Linked DNA regions of Gossypium hirsutum: region 2 is linked to region 1. The links are chromatin contacts, called in public Hi-C maps. All regions are on one chromosome and are shown on one strand. Each heading gives the region's core, a stretch centred on a gene start, on an enhancer-like site or on the middle of the called end of the contact. The rest is flanking DNA. Distances are from core to core; before and after follow the strand shown. Region 1 has its middle 15 kb from the start of LOC121216557. Region 2 holds the start of LOC107899455 (transmembrane protein 230).

Region 1 (6,329 bases), core at 2,164-4,663:
TCTTAAATGGTCTACAAAATGTCATGGTTAATATAGGTGATGAATATCAGGCTATGCTATTATCGTGCTCTTTGTACCCTTCATATAAGTCTTTTAGGGAGACCCTGATTTATGGTAGAGACAAACTCTCGTTCGAGGATATAAGGGGAAACTTGTTGAGCAAAGATAAACTCAACAATAAGTTAGGTTCGAATAGTAGGTCAGATGAGCAAGTCTTGATTTTGGTTGTGAGAAGTAGGATTGGATCGAAGTTAAGGAATCGAGACAAGACATGCGGCTACTATAAGTAGAGTATTATAAGTTGTAAAATAAGAACATGAAGGTTGCTGAAAGCAACAAGAAAATGGTAATCGATGCTAGTGTAGCCGAGGATAAGGGTGATGATTGGTTGGTAATGTCTACGACCAAAATGTCTAAGCTTATATCCGAGTAGATCCTGGATTTGGGGTGTTCTTACCATATGTATCCTAATAAGGACTAGTTCTCCACATATAGTCTAGTTGAAAGTGGAGTTGTGCTCATGGGGAATAATTCACCTTGTAAGATAATCAATATTGGTACCATTCAGATCAAGATGCATGACAGAATTATAAGGACACTGTCAAGTGTCAGACATGTGACTGATTTAAAGAAAAACATTATCTCCCTAGGTATGTTAGACTCAAAAAATTGTAGAATCGTCATCGATTCAAGCACCATTAAGGTATCTCGTGGAACTCTTATTTTGATGAAAGCTCAAAAAATTGGCAGTCTATATGTTCTGTAGAGTTGAACAATGACTAGTGCAGCAGCAATTTCCTCATCTATTACAGAGTTGGAGTCAACTCGATTGTTACATATATGACTTGGTCATATGAGCAAGAAAAGTATGACCATTTTGAATAACGGTCTTCCAGTTACAAAGTTCAAGCACCATTTGGACTTGGTTAGTATCTTACAAAGATTGAGTTAGGCCCATGACGGGGCCCAAAAAATGAGGTATTTAAAATATGAGTCAAGGTGGAAACTTGTGAAGTGTGTCTCACATTTTTCTCATGATGTTACGACGAGAGGACCGGTGACATCACAACAACGCAAAGGCATTTGAAATAGAGACAAAACAAAAGACGACGTCCTGACAACATAACTCATGATGTTGCGACGATGCGGCAAATTCTATCTTAAGGAAGCTGCGTAATTAGACTTTCAACGGGGCTACTTTTCCTAGTTAAACTTGAATTTTTCCAGAGATATTTCAGTCTGATTAGAAATCTAATTGTAGCCTATAAAAAGGACCTTAGTAATCCTAGAATAGTACTCATCACAATATTAAAAGAGAGTTTTAGAGAGCTTTAAGGAATTTTGTGTTTTAGTCAAAGAGCTTTCCATCCAGGATTAGAGTTTCATTTTTCAATTCTCCATCTTGTACTATTCAATTACTTGCTCATTAGTGAAGTTTCTTTTTCTTGTGGTTTTTTATCCTCTTGATTGGAGGAGTATTCCCACGTAAATTTGCGTGCCTAATTTTCTCTATTCCTTCTTTCTCGTTTCTTATACGATTTGATCCCCAAAAAATAACAAAAATTACATGTGAAAGCCTACTTTAATCTTTCCATATGTTGAGATCTTCATGCCTTGTGGTTTTGATCTTCCAAATTAACATGTAAGTATTTAGTGAAAATAAGTCTTTCGTTTGTGGAGATGAGATGTCAAAAAAGTTATGTATGTGCAAATTGGGAAACATAGCCGTAATATATAAATTTTGTACATTAACACTAATTTATAATCAGCACATCATCAATTAGAAATTAGTTACTAGAATATCTACACATATTTAGTCTATATTTTATGTAATAACTAAAACCCATCAAACTTTTTGTTTATCATAACATTTTATAATAGTAAATAACTAGTTTTTCTTACTCGTGCAATGGATGGATTAATCCTATGTATTTATTTTTGTTTTAAAATAGTTTATAATATTCTGAAAGAAATTTATGCTTTTATTATAGGGAAGAAATTAAAAAAAAGATAAAACTATAATGATATTTTGATATGAAATTAATGATTGAGAATGTTATAAAATTATAACGTATCTTAATATACAACTTACTATTCAAGATTTTCGGTCAAGCAGTGATATATATATGTTTTGAAATTAACAATAAAACAAAGGGAAAAATGGAGAAAAGCAATGGTGTAACGTCGTCTTCTGGTGGCGACGTTAGACATTCAACTAAGAAAGTACGTCGTAGGCCAGAGGAACCACCTAACCCAGATGATCCCATATTGGATGCGAAAGGATTGGCAGTGAACTCGAGTGGTGGTACAAAGGAATCGTTGAAAGACAAATTGATAGGTAATAATGCTGATGGTGAGAAACCTCAGAAGGAGAATGAGGATTTTGAATTAATGGAAGGTGATGCTACAAATGAGGTCATCAATGGTATCCCCTTTATTACGTTCTCTGAGTGATACACCAGTATATTACTGAAAGGATGTTTCAGACTATAATTGTTAAACTCCTTAGTAGAAGGATCTCTCATCTCACCATGTCTAGCAAGTTACTGGCCATTTGGAAAACAAAATGTCTATTACATATTCTGGACTTAAAAAATGACTATTTTTCAGTTAAATTTCATGAGAATGAATATTACCTTGCTACTTTATCAGGGGACCGTGACCTATCTTTGACTAATAGCTTATGGTATAACCATGGACTCCAGCCTTTATGATAGATCAATCACTACCTAATAATCTAATGGTTTGGATTCGCCTACCTGGGCTACCAGAGAATATTTATTTTAAGAGCTTACTGAAATTTATCAGGAATGTGATAGGACTGATGGTGAAAATTGACCATAATATGGATGTTAAACAGAGGAGTCAAGTTGCTAGAATGGCAGTTTTGTGGATTTGGGAAAGCCTTTAATCTCAAAGGTTATGATTAACAGGAGGATTCAATGGGTTAAATATGATTCCTTACCCATGGTTTGTGTCGAATGTGGAAGGTATGGGCATTATAGAGAAGTATGTCCTTACAAAGTAGGGCAAGAAGCGGATTCGTTGGGGGGAAGATAAATCACCAAAGCGGGAAATGGTGTTGCAGAAAGAGGTAGAAGTAGAGAAGTACGAGTCATGGATGATTGCTGAACGAAGGAAAATGAGAAAGGAAAGAACGGCGCTGGCGAAGGCCAACATGGTAAGTAGTTCCAGATTTGGAATTCTAATTGGGAATCATGGGAATTGGCAAGGGAAAAACTTAGGGAATTAAATGATAAAGATGTCAATCAGTTTTTAGGGGAGAAAATTAGGGAGATTAAGGATGTTGGAAAGGAATGGTGGCATGGAGAAGAAGCAAATAAGGGAAAAGGCAAAGGCAAAGGACACCCGAAGGGTAAAGGGAAAGGGCCAGTGTTGGTTAGTGAGCCGAAACATAATAATAACATACTAAAATAGTCCAACAAAATAGGTGGGTCTCCTATTGGGCTGACCCCTTTGATGAGGGATAAAAAATGGGGCTAATTTTAATTGACGAGGAAATGGGTCAGATTAATTTTCAAGTGGTGAGTCCATTTTTAAATTGGAGGAAAAAATGTTGCAGTAAAATCTCCTTCCAAAACAAGTATGTCGCTGAAAGTAAGGGTTAGTGCTCTCGAGTTTTGGATTCGTAAAATAAAATGGGAGAAAATTTTTGGCAAAGACTAGATGATGAGGCAGGAAGCGAATGGGTGATAACATCGGTCAAAAACTAACGAATCTATCAGAAAGTGAGCAGCCTTCAATGTCAGTGGTGGGGGCAATAGAAGATATTCTACAAGGGTTGTATCATGAGGTTGGGAAAGATATGGCGATGAAGGGGAATGTTGTCGATGTTGAAGGTTCAAAGGATGAATTTCTAGTGGATGCGAAGGCCGCTTGATTTCAGTGGTAAAAGTCGATTTCTTTATTTTTTATTTGATGATGGTGGATTTCAATTTTTGTTTTTATTTTTATTTTGGAACTATCAAGGGTGTAGACCCATTTCCATAAATTTTTAAAGGAGTATAGAAGAGTGTTTTATCCAGATTTTGTTACTTTGTTTGAAACTCGAATCAGTGATCTTAAGGCAGATTCAGTCATTGCGAAGTTGGGTTTTGAGTATTCTTTTAGATTCGAAGCATCAGGCTTCGCAAGGGGTATATGGTTACTGTGGAATAAGGGAACTCAGGTGGAGATTTTGAAAGTTCATCCTTAATTTGTTCATATGTAAATCCATGATGATAGAAGTCAATACCCGTTTCTTTGCATTATGGTTTAAGCGAGTCCACAATGAAGCACAAGGGCTCAGTTGTGGATAAGTTGGACTAGGTTGCCAGTGAAGTGAAGGAGCCATGGATGATTGCAGGTGATTTTAATGTCATTATGTGTGGGGAAGAAATACAGGGCGATTCTGAACCTAGTCTTGTGGGGTGTAATCGTTTCAGGTCTTTTGTATCACAAACACAGACTTCTCGATTTATGATTTCAAGGACCAATGTCCACGCGGAATAAGGGAAATTTATTTCAAAGATTGGATCAATCTATTTGCAATGAGTATTGGCAGGCTTTTGCATCTAGTACAACTGTGTGACACCTACACAGGTTGAAGTCTGACAATCAACCGTTGTTGATCTTGACGCATCCGGAGAGTTCAATGGAAAGAGATCGACCATTTAGCTTTCTTGCTAGTTGGTTAACGCACCCTGAGTTCCGAGATGTTGTGTTAAAATGTTGGAGTAACGATGTGAAAATTGCGATGAATTTAGAGAACTTGACTCGATTGATCCAAGTCAGGAATAGAACAGTGTTTGGTAACATTTTTGCTAGGAAAAGAAAAGGAAATATGAAACTTGAACGCATGCAAAAAGCCTGGGAATGAAATAATAACATGAGGCTTAGATTGAGGGAAGAAGAAGTGCGACTTGGAATTGAAAACATACTGAACCAAGAGGAAATATTTTGGTTTCAGAAGTCCAAGAGTGAGTGGTTATTGAATGGGGACAAAAATACAAATTTCTTCCATAATCTCACAATGAAGAGGCATCGACATAACTAAATTGCGGGTTTGAAAATAGAGGGTAATAAATGGTTCTATGATAATGAAATCCTTACAAGGCATACGGTTGAGTATTTCTCAGCTTTATATACAATGGACCCATACTAGATTGGGAGCTTTTTTGTCAAGGGGAGTTTTTCGAATTTGTGATCTCATATTATTAGTGATCTATGTACCGAGGTCAATATAGAGGAGATTTAATGTTATTTTTTTTAGCATGGCCTCGCTCAAAGCGTTGGGTGTGGATGATTTTCATGCCTAATTTTACCAAGCAAATTGGGATATCGTAGGAAGCAGTGTCTTTTAGATGGTTCAATCTATTGTTTTAGGAGGAGCTTCAGACCAGAAACTTAACAGAACTCTCTTGGCCCTTATTCCTAAAAGCATTGGTGCAGAGTTGATCAGTCAATATAGGCCCATTAGCTTATGTACGGGTCTGTATAAAATTATTACACAAACTATTGTTATTTGTCTTTAACAAGCTATGCAAGTGCTAGTAAAAAAGAATAACTCAAGTTTCATTGCATTGCGAAATATTTCTGATGACATTATTGCTGCCCAAGAAGTGATCCCCAATTATTTTATGGCTACAGCTCAAATTCCAATCACGATCTGCAAGGAAATTGAAAAGCTAGCTCGCGGTTTCTTGTTGGGAACAGCAAGCTCAGGTAGAAAACCATCACTCATTAGCTGGAAATATTGTTATACACTGATGTTGAATGGAGGTTTAGCGATTCGAAAGTTGCAAGACCAAAACAAACTCTTTACTTTTAAATTTGGGGTTTAATTTGGTGCTAACACAGAAAAGTTGTGCATTCATGTTCTATGTAATAAATACAATGTTCGTGGAATCATCCCAAAGAAAATACGTCAAAACAACTGCTCGTTCATATGGCAATCCATTACGAGTGTTTGGAATGAGATTAAACAGGGCCTCATTTGGACTATCTGTGATGGGAGCATGGTAAATTTTTGGAATGATAATTTGGAAACGAATTTGGGTCCGTTAAAACCGCAGTATATTGGTAATGAACCCCTGGATGAAATTTTTCGTATCTGTGACCTTGTGACGTCGGAAGGAGAATGTAATACAAAATGGTATCTACGATGCTCTCTAGAGATATTGTTATCTAAATATGTGCTTGCAACACGCCATTGAGGGATTTGGGTTTTGATCAAATCTCTTGGTGGTGGTTGTCGATAGGGAATTTCTCCATTGCAAAAACGTACAAGCATCTCTTTAACACTAGTGGACCAAGGTAGTTTGGGTATG
Region 2 (6,371 bases), core at 471-2,970, 220 kb before region 1:
AAAGTTCTGAAAGTTTATTTCGGACATGTTCATGGACAAATGGTTTTGAAATGAAATTTGAAAATTAAGCTGAACATTCGATTTTACTAGTTTGAATGAGCTGCGTAAATGATTTAAAAAGTACATTTAAAGTTATGAAAATTTTTCTGGGTCATTTTTGTGGCCAATGTAGCTTTCAGAATTCGGCCGTACGATTGGGTCGGGTTTAAGGCGTTACATCTTCAATATTCATACACTCGAATAAGGAAAGTAGAACTCAATTGGTACTACTCTTTTGAAATAATCTAAAAATAGAATTAACTTGAAAAAATCACACTAGAATAAATTCCTAGGAAAGTTTGGAGGGATCACAGATGGTCCCAGTTAAAACTCAAACTTCTAGACAGAATTTCCTCTAATGCAATATAAGAAGAATTCTAAAGTTTTAGAAAGAATGAAAGAGAGTCGAGAGAGAGTAGAAGAAGCTTTATTTTTTAGTTGTGTATTAAATGAAGGAAAAATGCCTCCTATTTATAAGATTTTAGAAAAATATTTAGCAGGAACAAAATGATAATATTTTCATGTAACGGTTAGAAAAATATTTAATATTTTTGAAACTATAAAAAACACTTTGTAACTATTGGAAATAATAATTTGTAACTGCTGGAATAAATTTACATTACTAACAACGTTAAAGTCTTAGGTGACCTTAGAAAGGATATTAAAACTTGGTTTAGTTGTCTTGATTACCTTAATGCTACTTGCATATTATGCATTGCTAGATTGAGTATAGTCACATACAAGGTCTATTTTCTCTAATTCTTTCTAACTATATAAATTATTGTTGTTGTTATGTTTTATTAAGCATATTGAATTTCGACTTTATTCATCAAAACCTGTTATTTTAATTGTATATATTGATATTTTCAGTTGTCAATTTTAGTTAAAAATTCCCTTGGTTGCATTTGCATTAATGTCTAATTTTACTTAAGGGCAAGCAAAAAACTAATTGTAGGGTTATGATGAGTGATCATCATGATTATATTTTATGCCTCTTTTACTTAGCTTTTGTTTGTTTCTTAAGTGAAATTACATGCATTTATAGCTTTTTAGTGGAATTTGCATATCATGTGTACATTTTGTATTCTTTGAATTTTAGCTAATAATCCCCCCATCCATCTCCTCCTCCCGCATTCCTCGTCCCTCTCCTCTCCCTCTCTCTCCTCCTTTCCATTTTATCCCTGCTACAATCTCACCCTCTTGCTGTCACTCCCTCTCCTCCCTTTCTCTTTCATTCTTTCAAATATGACAAGTTTGGTGATTGTGGAAAAAAATTGAGAAAAAAAATTGAAAAAAAGGAAAAAAAAATTAAAAAGAAAACAATAAATAAATAAAAAGATGTCATGTGTCCTAATTTGATTAGTTTTAACTTTTTTTAATGGAGTGTAATGGTAGGACCTACATTAATTATGAAATTATAGTTTAGGTATTTGATTCAATTAAAAAATTACATTTAAATAAATTAGATAAATGGCATAATTTGAACACCTTAATTCAATTAAACTTTTTTAATAAGATAACAATTAAATCAAAAGTGATACCTAAAGTTAAAATATCACTTAATATAAAAAAATTTCTAAATAAAAAGTGCTATAATTAAAAATTAATCTCTTAAAAAAATTAATTTTTCATTTAAGCTTAATAATATTAAAATAAATAAATAACCATCAACGGAGAAAGCGAGTAGCCCACGGTAATTGCCTAATTGGTAACTGAAGAGGAGAAATGTGAATGCCTATTTTTTTTTTCATTTTTTCATTTTTGATTTTGACCTTTCATCTGCTTCTTCTTCTAGGGAAAGGGGGAGAAAGACGCCTCTTCTTAGCTCGAATCCCTCCAAATCCAAATCTAAATCCAAGTTCCTCTCCTCAATCTAATTGCATAGCATACTGAAGTTAGAGTAACCATGTACGTTGAACATGCCTTCTCGATATCCGACGAGGATATCATGATGGACACTCCCCACGCCATTAACAATCGGCCTCCGTACAAGGAGATCGGCCTCGCTGTCGCTCTTCTCGTCTTTGGCACCCTTGGGATCATCCTGGGTATTTTCATGGCCGTCAACAAAGTCGGCGGTGACCGCGCCCATGGTTCTGTTTCTTTCTTAAAAGATAAATTGAATTTCATTCAAGCTAGGCCAATTAGCTGATCTCTGGGTTACTATTTGTTTCTTTCAGGGCTTTTCTTTGCAATACTCGGATCCATTTTGTTCATTCCAGGCTTCTATTATACAAGGATTGCATATTATGCATTTAAGGGATACAAAGGCTTCTCCTTCTCCAACATTCCCCCTGTCTAGAGCCCTTCTCCTTCAACTTCTCTGCCCTATGTACAGATCCTCTTTCATTTATTTACTTTCTTTTGAATGTTTTGTTCCTGCGGACTCCAGTTCTTTTCTTGACTTCACTTTTGTATGTTATTTGTTTCATAGTGCAATTCTGACCAGTATTCCTGTTTGTTGTGGTTGTTTTATGAAATAATATCTAATCTTCCCATTTACTGTTTCTTAATATTACAAATCAGTCTCAATGTTTATTTCTTTAACCCAGCTATCTCTTAAGGCTTACCTTACCCTGTGCTGTTATATTGATCTCATGTACTTGAAGAAGTCCTTTCATTAATAGTTTTAGCATATGTTATTGGCTAGAGGTTTGTCATTGTTTGAAAGAGTAGATGGAGAGGCTATTAAGGATTGTATTTGCTCTGCTTGCGTGATTAGTGCATGTAATTCGGCAGCATGTTTGACTTTTTTATCTGTGTTTTTACCAAACTGTTGTATGATTCGGTGATATTTGTACTAACAAGTTAAATATGTACACTTTCATGTAAAGGATCAGTGGGCATGTGGTGTGGTTTACGACAGTGAACAACAGCATTAGAAAGAGTTAGGGCTGAAACATGAATAGAAAGTTGGAACTAGAAAACGTATGGTTATAGAAAACCTGTAATTTCTTTATATTAATTCAAAGAAACTAATATGAATAATAATGTTGTCTGTAAAGCTTACAACTAATTTATATAGGCTTTCTTTCTTGCAAGTAAAGTCACTGGCTTTCTTGCAAATAGAGTTTTAGATAACTAATAACCTTAGCTGTCCATAATATACCTAATACATAATAAATAAATTTGAAATAATAAAATATGAAAAAGCTCCCATGTCTCCCCAGCTTCAGCTTGTAAAACTCAACTCCTATGAGAAAACTTTCACTGCTTCAACATAAATTTCTCGATCAATTCCAACTCATACTCATCTTAAAAATGTGTTGGTTAAAATGCTTCTGTTGCTTTTCATTTGTTAAATTGATGCAGAATTGCTCAAAGTTGGTTGTCTTAAAACTCTCAAATTCATAAATATAAAGAACACTGATCAAGGGATTTGATTCTATATCTTGATCAATAGCAATATTTATTTTCCACAAGCAAGTCAAATAATTTTGAACGAACAAATTTGGCTAAAGCATCTCTACTAGGAGTTTATGAGCATTTGGATCCAGTGATTTGAAGTGGTCTCATCACGAGTCACAAGAACACATTTACATAAGGACTCTCTTCTAGAGTCTTCTCGGCGCATGTAAAAAGTTATACAGCACCTTTTAGATGGACCCAAGATTTATCATCCTTTGGTTCAAAAGCATCTGTTTCTTGTCCCTAGCAAACTCAATATATCCTAAATGTAGAATTGCAACTCCACATTCTCCCCTTTGATCAAATTGAATTTTAATTAATTTTCCAAAGCGACTTGAGTTGTCTCTGACAGTCTTTGCATTGCCAAATATTTCTAGAACAGGATTAGATTCCAAGATCTTCTGCACCACACCCTGTTCCTCTGCATTTTTAACTCTTCCTCCCACATAGGCTAGATAGCATATCTTTGTATGCTCTGTTTTACCTATTCCATATGACTTTTGATTCATAGAAATTTGAGGTAATGGTTCTTTCCAAAGCTTGTTGCATGCTTTCTGTAATCGCCAAGTCTTGAGTAGGAAATAGAGAATTAAAAAGGTTCTTAATGATCATAACTATTGTTTAAGAAACTATAACATTAACCATAAGGAACTTGTTTGAAGTAATAAATTTGATTAATTCAAACAGCCTAGAATTGTATTGGTTGAAATAACCCTTGCCTTCATTATCATCACTCCACAACTCCAAAAACCCTATAAAAAGGGCTTTTCCAATGATAAGCTGTTCTATCTTGAGCGTTTGCTGGAAAGATCATCTCAATGATGGTACAAATTATATCATCATTGAGAAAAAATCTCTCTTTTCATTAGTAACTTGAGCTTTAGTTGAGTTCCCATTATTAGTAGTTGACTCATCTCTAGATTAATGCACTGAAAGCTTTGGCTTCGATATCAAACCCCTTGTTAGTTTCAACCTGTATTGCAACAGGGATTGATAATGAAGAGCTAGTTGAAAATTTAGAAAGATCCCTAGCATCTTTTGTAAATAGAGAGAATGTAATGCCATCTCCTACGATACATGGCATGTTTGGGAAATCCAAACACCTTTCTTTCACGTACAAATTTTGCAAACTCAAAGTCACTTCACCTATAACCTGCATCCTAAATTATATCTAACCCAAAATTCTTTGGATACATTTATCAATATTTGAAAGAAGTTGCTTTTTGCATAATCAAATTCAAAGGTAGAATCATCGTCAAGTTTATTTTTTTGGAGAAACAAGTTTGAAAACCCCAAGCATAAAGGCAATCATCAAGAGAAATAAGTACGAAGCTGCATCCATAAATGCTGCCAAGTTTAGCAAGATCAAACAAACATGGCCATTCAACATATAAACACTTACAACATTTAAAGTAGCTTTTACAACTGTTGCATGTTTTGAAATATTTAGTTGTCTACCCACCACACTCAGGATCTGCATAAACTTGCTTGGCATTTCTAACCACTCATAAAGGCCATTTGGAGTCTTAAAAGTTGTCTTCCATTCATCAAAACTTCTCAACCTATTGTGGTGATAATCACTTGTCACATTGAGAGTTCTATAGAGTCAACTAATTGATCAAGAATATCATTCACCCAAGGTGTTCCCACAAGAATATAATCCACATCCATAGTAACATAACACAAGTCATGATCATCTACGTGAGGCCACTCTTTAAAGAATGCTTCCATCTCTTGGATTTGATGTTGAATATGGTGAAGGTAGCACATCATTTTGGGGCATTAACTAGGATCTTGATCACCCCTCAAGGGAGCATCTATTACAATAACTAATTTGGTTTCATCATGGGTCATGTTGAACATACTAGGATCTCAAATTCTTTTGGGCTGAAATATGAGTTAGTTTTGTGCTGATCTCTAACTTCTTCAAAATCCTTCCCATGAGCACTCAATGTCTTTAATAGTGAAGATCGTTGGCTAAGTGCATCTACCGCAAGGCTTGACTCCTCTTCACCTTCCATTGTTGTTGTCAATTCATTATGAACAATCAAGGGCTCTCTCTAAGCTGTATATATATTCTTAAGTTTCTTCCTGGTTCTCATCATAAATATGGCTAATAGTTCATACTCTTGCCAAGAAAATCAGCACATCCAACCATGGCCTAAAAGAAAACCCTAATATAAACCCTAGGATCAAATTATGCTTTGATGCCAAAAATTGGTATGATTTAGGGGAGAAAACAACAACAATAGAAAGATTTAGGGCTGAAAAACGAGTAGAAAGAAGTTGGAGCTCTAGAAAATGTAGGGTTACTGAAAACCTTTAGTTTATTTGTAAGAAAATAATTAGAATGGTAGTAGTGTTCGTTGTAAAGCTTGCAACATATTTATATAGGCTTTTCCCCTTGCAAGTAAAGTTACTAGGCTTTCTTGCAAATTAAGTTTTATTCCTAGCCTTTAGGTCTGAACCCTAACAGTAACTAATAACCCGTGCCGTAATATATCTAATACTTAATTAAAGGCTCCTGCATCAGCATGGATCACTTTGACATGTGTTGCTTTAATGTGAATTCATTCAGTATACTCGAAGTAGTGATGCTTTAAAGAGCCTCTTGTTTCATTGAAAAAGCAGGTAGGCCAGGATGCCAAATGGGAATGATTTTACCAACATGTCATGTGAATCTTCTCGTGAGCCTAAAGGAACTAATAGATTCTTGAAATTTGAAGTTCATTTGTGAATAGTTTCATCTTTCTTTTTCATCTTTTTTGGGGAGAATTTTATAGGAAGTCATTGAATCATAGTAGGAACCTTTTTCACTCTTACAATAGGGATGTAAAGCAACTGAAATAAAGTTTGCCCTTCTGAAATTCTCATTGACTTTCATGAATAGATAGTAATGTTGTCCTGAATTTTTTTTTTTAATT

The links. A called contact is a pair of places that touch in the nucleus more often than the background predicts.
Region 2: a contact with region 1 is called in a Hi-C map of leaf, with 1.8 times the contacts expected there. The contact joins the promoter of LOC107899455 here to the enhancer-like site in region 1. A contact is called at or near these places in 5 of 34 Hi-C or Micro-C datasets (hypocotyl, leaf and petal).

What each region holds. Positions count from the first base shown.
Region 1 is chrD04:18,778,600-18,784,928 of Gossypium_hirsutum_v2.1, reverse strand. No RefSeq gene overlaps it. Among protein-coding and RNA genes, the nearest start is that of LOC121216557, 15 kb to the right of the region's middle. Within about 2 kb of position 3,413, at least 7 of the 9 cell types and tissues checked have an H3K27ac peak or open chromatin away from gene starts, as enhancers often do. A contact at or near this core is called in leaf, where this site is marked.
Region 2 is chrD04:18,997,815-19,004,185 of Gossypium_hirsutum_v2.1, reverse strand. LOC107899455 (transmembrane protein 230) reads left to right here and starts at 1,720. Exons shown (of 2, transcript XM_041092096.1): 1 at 1,720-2,132; 2 at 2,220-2,541. The coding sequence starts at 1,946. The coding sequence ends at 2,341.